Regions from separate parts of the Mus musculus genome. Here region 1 is linked to region 2. Evidence: chromatin contacts called from public Hi-C data. All regions are on one chromosome and are shown on one strand. The core of a region is the stretch at or near the end of the contact, and the rest is flanking DNA. Distances in the headings are between cores, read along the strand shown. Region 1 has its middle 16 kb from the start of Dmac1. Region 2 has its middle 160 kb from the start of Gm26379.

Evidence for each region. Hi-C and Micro-C count contacts between places; a contact is called where the count stands out from the background.
Region 1: a Hi-C map of centroblasts shows a contact between it and region 2, with 3 times the contacts expected there. The contact joins two enhancer-like sites. A contact is called at or near these places in 1 of 39 promoter capture datasets (the C10 cell line) and 1 of 484 Hi-C or Micro-C datasets (centroblasts).

Annotation. Positions count from the first base shown.
Region 1 is chr4:75,259,505-75,264,395 of GRCm38.p6, reverse strand. No RefSeq gene overlaps it. Among named protein-coding and RNA genes, the nearest start is that of Dmac1, 16 kb to the left of the region's middle. Within about 2 kb of position 1,810, at least 36 of the 459 cell types and tissues checked have an H3K27ac peak or open chromatin away from gene starts, as enhancers often do. A contact at or near this core is called in centroblasts, where this site is marked.
Region 2 is chr4:74,795,936-74,800,344 of GRCm38.p6, reverse strand. No RefSeq gene overlaps it. Among named protein-coding and RNA genes, the nearest start is that of Gm26379, 160 kb to the right of the region's middle. Within about 2 kb of position 1,989, at least 6 of the 459 cell types and tissues checked have an H3K27ac peak or open chromatin away from gene starts, as enhancers often do. A contact at or near this core is called in centroblasts, where this site is marked.

The DNA of each region.
Region 1 (4,891 bases), core at 561-3,060, 460 kb before region 2:
GAGGAAAGAGGAAGAAAGAAAGGAGCAATGAGTAGTGTCAAGAATATATTACACGCATATGTGAAATTGCCAAAGAATGAGGTAATTCATAAAATGCTTTTAATATGTCTGAATTTTCTTCTCAACAAATACCCTCCAATATATTGGAGTATCATTTGGTGGTCCTTCAAATAGGGTAAAAGTTAGAACTCTAACTCTAAATTACAACAGTGATAAAAATAATTTTTTATACATATAATTTGTGGGAACAAAGAAGTAATTAATTTAATCCTTAAATGGGAATGAAAATCAAAGATGAACATTGAATCAATATCAAAGTCTATTTACCAGTGGACAAACTTTTGAATTTAGTGTCCACCCACTGGAAGGGTGAGTGAAGGGGGACATATGTTCAGGGGAAGGGCTACCAACACCCCAGGCATGCCATCCAATAGAAATCCAGAGATGGCATTCTCAGAGTTCTTTGACTTGGGTTGCTTTAAGCAGCGAATTGTGCAGCCATGCTTAGAAATGTATGACAGAGAACTGCAAAATGCCTGTCAAAACCCTTGACAAGTGAAAGACAGGCAAATTGGGAGGGGGAGGCTCACTCTCCAATTTGCCAGCCTGCAAACACCTGTTACTGAGGGAGCAAGCTGAGACACATTGGCACATGTTGGCACCACCCGTGGGTTCATCAGCCCTCATGTATTAGTGCAAGCAGGTGCCCTGCAGCTTCTGCTCCCAAGTCTAGTTTTTCCTTCTTCCCTAGAATGTTTTTAGAACTGAGAAGTCAAGGTAATGAAAATCTTTGCAGAATTCACACCATTACTGAATTTAGGGCGGCATTCTTTTTTAGATGGTAAAATACATGCCAACAGTTTTTCTTACTTCTTTTTTTTTGTTTTGTTTTGTTTTTTATTTATGTGCTTTACCATATAATACCCACCTCGAGGCATAGTTGTCATATAACAGGTGAAGACAGGAGAGTAGTTTCAGATGTCTCAGGAACTATGTAGCTACAGATGTGATCACATGAACTCAAACATCTGGCATCATGTGGCATTTTTTTCTTTTACGTTGGTTTTCAAAGAAATAATGAGATGTGTCTTCTCTAAATAGTGATCAGTTTAGGCTTCCTTTTTCTAAAGCTGAATAAAATCCATCCCAAAGGAACATACAAAATGAATTCTCAGTGGGAGCACATCATCTGTTTTCAGAAGTTTAGAACTGTATAGCAACAGAGGCAAAAAGCTGTATGGATAGTATCAGCCAGTGAGAGCTGCCTTTCCCTAAGAAAATGGTTTTTTGAGCCTTGGCTTTCTAACTTGTGAAGAATGAAAGGATGCACCCACAAGACTGTATTGGAGGAATAATGTATATTTAGTGAATGTGATATAGAAGAAGGCCAATAGTTAAATAGGGTACTACCTGGGCCCCTTGCTGACTGCTTGAAGATTCGGTGTCTGACCCCATGAGGAACTGTTGTCCAAATTTCTGTGAATCGAAAGCCTTGTATATGTCTGGGTAGCAGAAGTTTGAAAATTCAAAACCTGTAAATTGTCCAAGTCATGTTTCGTTAGCAATTTTGTTCATCTCATTCCAATGTTTTACTCAGAAATGCAACTTTAAAATAAACAACGAATGAAAAATTTGATGAGAAATTAAAACTCTGCCTAGAAAAAAAAGTTTTCTTGTGAGGGGGTTCAAGTTGGCACTGTGAGAGTGCCAGCTGCCAGTTTGTTTCATTATTACTCGGTTTAAATATATCCTGGGCTGAGGGGGAGGAGGGCGATTGACAGCAGCTTTGGCTTCCTGTAATGCTTGTGCTTATTTCTCTAAGTTGATCGCAGGGCTGACATGCTTTGCCTTAGTGTGAGCTCTAAATAAAACGCTGGGTTCAGTGTTGTCTCCACCCGACCTCATCTGAGAAAGGAGAATGGCCTCCCTCACGTCTTCCAGCTTTATTTATATATAGATCAAGTAAGATGGGAGAGAATGGGAGGTCTGTGAAACTTCATAGCACACTCCCATTATTGCTTCCTTCTTTGAGTTTCACACTTTCAGAAGCATGCAATCTGTGTTTATAAAATACAGATACCCTCTAGAGGGACCACTGTGTAATCCTAAGGCAAGATGTTTTGTGTATTCCTGGGTGCCCTTTCTCCGGTGCGAGCAGGTTAGTGTCTCAAAAATCACCACTATGGAACTAACCCTCAAATAACCATAGTGATCCCTCCATGCTTTCTTCCTATTAAACAATCCTTTTCACTTTGAATGTCTTGGTTTTTCACTAGACAGCCATTCTACCTTTCCATTCCTACTATTCTGTATACTGTTCTTTGGTGACTCTATGTCCATTTCCCCTCATCTTTGACTTGAAACACAGCAGCTCTTTCCATGCATATTCTACCCTGAGCCCTTAATGTGCGGTGAAATAGCCTCAAGCCCTTTCTTATTAAAATTGAAGTCACATGGCATGTCCCATTTGGGTGCAGAAAGATATGATATATTCTAGGTACAATCTGGTGACATTTTATAAACTCTGTAAAGTCATTTTGTGTCCTTGACACCAGTTAATCCTGACATCATTTCCATAGTTCACTCTTTTCCAGGATGTAGAAAATATAATAAAAAAAATATACTGTCTTTTTCTATTGAAGGGTTATCTGAGACAAAACTTATTAAAAAAAATTAAAGTTGCTTGGCAGAAATTGAAATTTCTCCAAGGTCAGCATTTCTTGAAACCAAAATATGTGCTTAAGGCAGCATCCTCATCTGAACAGCTACACTTTGCTTATCAGCTATACTATTGTGAATGTGCAGCTGAGCTGTAGGGAGTTAGAGTGACCTTCCTGTCCTAGGAATCAAAACCCAGTGATATCCTTAGTGTACTTGCCTACTTATTTTGATGTGGCTAACACTCTTACCCTTCTTCAGAAGTAAAACATTTTCTTCATTGAGATACTTTGGATTACTTTGTAACTTTCTTGGGAGTCCAAACACATTTCTAGTACAGAGTCAAGGTCTCCAAGGAAACTCCCACCAGTATTCTTTATCACTATACTTAAACTTTGTTAAGAACATCATAGCTAGGTGATGGTTTTTATTCTACAGTTTAAATTTTTTTGCTGACTTTCAAGTGGTTGCAAGATATCTTATGATCACCTTAGAATGTTTCCTTTTATTGATGAACCAAAAAGAGTAGTGTGGTTCATTTTTAAGCATTCTATTCTTTGCCAAGTGCTCCTCAAACTGAAATATTTCTGTCCAGTAAGCATGTGGACAGTCTGGAGTTTGGGCTAACATCTTACATCTCTGGGTTGCCTTCACTTTCAGTCTCTGAGTAGGATTCACACTCTCCTCTATGGCGGCGCCCAGTTTAACTTCTTTGCCTTTCTTTCCATAGGAATTTCTTCATTTTCTCTAGTCTCTAGCATAAGTTAAAATCTATTTATTAAACTGTGTCTACTTAGGGTCCAGCAATTGGAGGATTACTGAGACAATGAAAGACGTTTGTGATGACAGAATAATCTCTTTGCCTAATGAGTTTTCACGCTTTTCATCCTCTGTTCTACACTAGCAAATTTCCCCATTTGCTATCCTGATGAGAGAATATGTCTAATCCCTGGAAAATAATAAACATTGAAGAAAGACCTAAGTTTACTTAATCACAATTAACACAATACAATGGAAAGAGACATAAATGTGTCTAGCTTGTGTAATACTTTTCAGAGAAAAGTCAGGAGACTGATTAAAAATAAAACCCACTGTGTAGAATCCAGAATTCTCTGCCTCTTTCTTAAATCAATAAAACTTGTATAGACTTAGGTTTATACCTCAGCTGAATGTTTCACTAAGGGGTACATGCAGCAAATAAAAAGTTTATATTAGCCCTTGACTGGTATCTGCATGGCCTAAATTAAAGCTAAGTTTACACCTCACATTGATGAGATATGTTGTTACAAAATGAAAAGAAAAATCTAACCAGGTCAAATTGTGCAAGCTTTTGTGCCTGGCAAACCGTTTATAGTCCCAAACTGTAATGTCAAGTGGAACGAAGCCATATGCTCTGAAGCCCTTACACGAAGGCTCATCACTAACCCGGATGTGCTCCTTGGCATTTATCCAGATAATATGAAGCTATGCCATTAACATGTGGGGATTTTTTTTGTCTGTTTCTTTGTTTTATGTTTTAAACGTGAAACTGAGTCTTGCCACTTAACCCAGAAAGAAAGGGTCGGAGAAAACACCTAAACAATTTTAATTGCTTTGACAGCTTCATTTGAACCCTAGGAATTATTTTAGATGAGTATGAGTGCTATCTCTGTTTGAAGAGAGATATGGAGGTTTTTTGTGTTTGATCTTTTTAATTTTTTGATATTTCTTATCATAAATGTGTAATATGGCTCTCAGAGAGTTTACAAATAAATCTGCACAGATACCTTCAGATGGAGTCAACCGAATAGTTAAGTAAACAGGAAAGATAAATTATTTCCTAATACCATTAGAAATTACTAACTTTACAGAAAAAAAGAGGGAGGATTGTTTTGGTTTTTTTTTTTTTTTTTTAATAGCAGAATAATCCAGTGGTCTTTTTTTAATTGAGAAGAGTAGCATCTAAATGTTTATTTGGAATGCTTTTGACAGCATAGACGATAAATCCTGCTTAGGGAATGATCGCTTGGGTTAATGCCAAGTTACCAGGTCATTCAAATCAATGTTATGTGCTATTGCACACTTAAAGTTATTTACGATGCTCTTACCCTGCTGCAGTCTGTTCTCTCTCACTCATGCAGAGGAGAGAAATTTACTCAGAATACCAAAGCCTTGATTTCACTTCTGCTTCTACATATACTGCTGTATCTGTAGTTACTCTATATAAAACCATACAAAGGGGCACACTGGAGAT
Region 2 (4,409 bases), core at 740-3,239:
AATTAAATCACAGAGTTAGGAAGAAAGAAACAAATGCTATCATAATTCTAAAACATAGGATACCTTTGCTTATATCTTATTTTTATTTGAGGTGAGAGAAAGAAATGACATTACTGCTGAAAATCAAAGAAGTTGATTCTTCAACTCCTAAGAAGTAAACAGGAAGCCATAGTAAAGAATTTTTTTTTTGAAAATCTAAAATCAAACCCTCTTTGACCTGACTCTGGACTATGTGATAGAGATTTTAAAAAATTATAGATGATATCTTTTTTCGAGGATACTAAAAGCTACAATCTTATTTTCTCCTGGATCTTTGTGGGTACACACAAGCACACACACACACACACACACATACACACACACACACACACACACACACACACACACACACACACACACACACACACACATACATCCCTGAACCCAGAAGATACTATGTTGGATACAGGCTGTTAACAATTCAGTCTCAGTTACTACCACTGAATTAGGATATTTTGGGCCTTGTCAGCAGTTAGCTGTTGAGTTCTGACTATCAATTAGTCTTCTATCAATCACTTGTGATGAAAACAACCTAGGCTACAGCATAAAACCACAGCTGAGCTATCTCTTCATAGAGGATTCATTCTGATAAGGAGGTCTGGTAAGATGACCTTGGGACATTTCAGTGACCAAAAGTCTAAGAAAAGAGAGTAGTGTACATGATAGTTAGTCCCTTTGTGGGGGGAGGGTGTTACAGATGGTATATTTCATCAGCTTTTTAAATTTAACTTACTTAGCACTTTTCCCATGCCATCCCAGTAATCACTCGGGTTTATGTGGGATGGTGAAAAGGAATTGTAGTAAAAAAGAGGAGTCTGGAATAGATTTTGAGATCACTAAAATACATTTTGAGAGTCAGCTATAACCATATAGAAGAAATGTCAAGTATTTAGATAGGGATGCAACTCTTGGTTTTAAGACTCAAGTTAAACATAGTAATATAATAATAAAAAAAAACCTATTCTAATCTTAGATTTGCAGAGTCTATTAACTGAGTGAATGATCAGAATCCTTAAACCCATTGAATATTAAATGTGTACTAAGTTGCATTTCATATTACTACCTGAGAATTTAAAACATTCAGCTTGTAATACAACAGAAAATGAGTGTCTGGACATATAGATTAGGAAATATTACTGTTCATGATCACTCACTTACCTATAAATCAACATCCATTTATGGAACATCTGGTTGAACCTGATACTAAAATGTGTGCATAGACAGATAACATTCTCCTAATGAGCCCAGTCTACTAGCAGAAATAAAACCATACAAGGGAAGATTATGTTTTGAAAGATGTAAGAATCATAAAGTTTTCTAATGTGAGCCGAGGTTTAGTCCACAGGTGGAAAAGTGCTCTGGTCAGAATAAATACTGGCAGAAGTTTAAAAAAAAGCACAGAATTTGTTCAGTGAATAATATATTGTTCAGTGAATAATATTGTGTGTAGCTAGACTTATATTGCAAAGAATAAGTTCCTCCTAGAAACCAGACCTCTGACAAGTTAGATGTGTATATCTCATATTAGAAGGAGTCCAGAAAACTCAAGAGAGTGAATTATAAAATCATCTGGAGAAGGGAGGAAAAGCCAATATGGAATGAGTTAATGGCTGGACTGTTATTTTGGGCAAATAAGACACACTCCCACCAGACACCTACTGAATGACTGAAAATACAATTCATACTTGCTGTCACAGGAAACTGAGGTCGTTATCCCTCTCCTCCCATCTGTCTTTGGTTAAGGGTTGCTGCTTCCTAAGCACTCACATCAAGACACTTCAAGTAGACATGCTTCTGCAGCTACAGAAACCCCTCAGGCAAGTAGACACTTAGACTTAAGGCAAAAGGCCTTTCAAGGTTACAGAGAAGTGGGTCTTGGACCAGCAGGCAAGCCACAGGCAAGGCAGCATCTTTAAAAGAAGAGGAAGTGGAAGTACCAAATATGAGGCAATCTCGCAGCCTGTGTACTCCTTTCATCTATATTCAAATCAGTAGATATTTTAGAGCTTTGCACACTTCAAAAGAAGGAAACCCTGTACTTGAGAAAGAAGTCTGCATGTGTCACTGGAACTGGAAGAGAGGATTGAAGTAGACCCCAGAATGAGAAGCCCACTAATAAAAGCAATAAGATGATGGAATCTCTCTCTCTCTCTCTCTCTCTCTCTCTCTCTCTCTCTCTCTCTCTCTCTCTCTCTCTCTCTCTCTCGTGTGTGTGTTTGTATGTGAGAAAGAGAGTGAGATAGAGACAGAGAGAGAGAGATCACACTAACTTGACAGAATGAAGTGCTGACAAGATGAAACTGATGACTGGAAAATGAAGGGTGTAGGAGACTAAGACATTTTCTCTCTAGATAAAATTTTCGTTACATGAACAGAAACTAAGAAATCCAAAGAGAATATTATAGCTTTTTATCTGTTTGAAATTCACTTCAGTATTTAAACCCTTTGTCCTAGGTTTTGTCTGGGCCACTCTCAACTTACAACCTGTTGTGGTCATATGCAGGTGCTCTTTTGAAATTCTGTACCCAGAGAAACAGGTTTCAGTAGAAGCCACCTTCATAATCATCATCCCACACTAAACTCCAGGCTGGTTTCTGTTTCTCGTTTTAGTTTTTGCTTTGCACATTTGGGTTTTTTTTTTTTTCTTATATTTCCTGTGATGGTGTTTCTCACTGTAAAGCCACAAGTCTGTTCTCACCTTTAAGGGTAGTCTGGCCTGGATAGAAAGTAAAACTTACCCTTAAGAGGAGTTTAATGCTGTAACCACCATGACAATAATCGTGCCTTCATCCCACACAGTTTGCCAAGGTACCCCAGTGTTTGTCAGGGCATTTATAGGTTTCCTGGTTTCTGCTTTCACTACAAATACACTGGAAAGACCATTAGAAACTCCTCCCTCTTCATGTTTCATGTTTGGTTGGTTTGTTTGCTTATTGACTAAATGGCTGGAGGACTGAACGGTTGGTCTATTTGCTATTGGAAACAAATGCCTGATCAGGGAAACACTCCAGTGAGTTCCCAGTGGTTTATTAATATGGGTTTCCAGCTAGTATTCTTCTCAACATTTTCTCTTGAAAAAGGAAATTGTGTCCAAGGTACTTTCATCTCAGCTATTATCACTGATTGGAAAAGTAGTAAAACAGTGCAAAACGCTGCAGTGATTGTGAATTTTGTATTGGGGTAGTCTGAACCATTGCATAGTACAGTCAAATAACAAAGACCCATATATGCTTGGTGTATCCAAGTAGGGAGTGAATCTCTGAAAGATGAGCAGTGGGTGGAAGGAGTTAGACTATGGAGATCCCTTTTTGTATCAAAGGGATACTGAGTTAGTCCTGTGACTGCTGCCATAGAGTCAGCCAGCCATGTTCATTTCCACCTACAGTTTTCACAAAGCAAGTTTCATTTCCTCCCAGAGGAGTTGTAACCAGAGCTAAGAGTGCCACCTACAGACATATGAATGATAAATATTTATTAGATCCTTTAGGGTTACTTTCTTTTCTAATCAGTTGTGCAAGATCTTGAAGTTTCATGGTTTAAAAAAAAGGGGGGGCATGAAGATGGGAGGAAACATGATAGCTGTGGGAGGAATTAGAAGAGGAAAATGGAGGAGGGTGTGAGTGTATTGCATTCATGTATGAAATTCTCAAAACTAAAAGAAATTGCAATTTAAAAGGAGGCCTCTGTGTGTGTGTGTGTGTGTGTGTGTGTGTGTGTGTGTGTGTGTGTGTGTTTTACACAGGAAACAGGAACTTTTAAAAAGAAACTAGATTGTAGGCCAGTAGGTAACTAAAAGAAAGCTGAACATTTCAAAAGAATTTAGAATCTGAAGGGAGAACTCACAGAGGAAAGACAAGCCTATGCCTAGCTGTGTCACAGGTAAATACACAGACACACAGACAGACAGACAGACAGACAGACACACACACACACACACACACACACACACACACACACATGGGCCCTCACATGCAGCCATGTGTACGTGTACTCATCTACTGAGCCTTAGGATGGCTTTCTTTCCTGACAACATTTTGGCTTTCTAGCTACTTTCCTGCCATCCAGGTTCTGATCTCCTTGCTATTTATGATGAGAAAGTATGGAGCAAAGTATATTTCCATGTTTCTCAGGGATTTGCTGAGCCTTCAGTAGTTACAAAAAGTAACAAAGTGCCAGAACATGGTCCAAGAATGGAGTCTTGTGAGGGAAATTGTATGCATGTGAGAAAACTCCAAGAAAACAAGACAAGTGTCTTGGGACCTTAGTTTCTTCAAAAATGTAGAATTCTTGGAATGTGTTTTTTGTACCCTTCCAGTGTTTACTGGACAAGAGTAGGTTTACTTTAGATTATTCATTACAACTGGCTATAG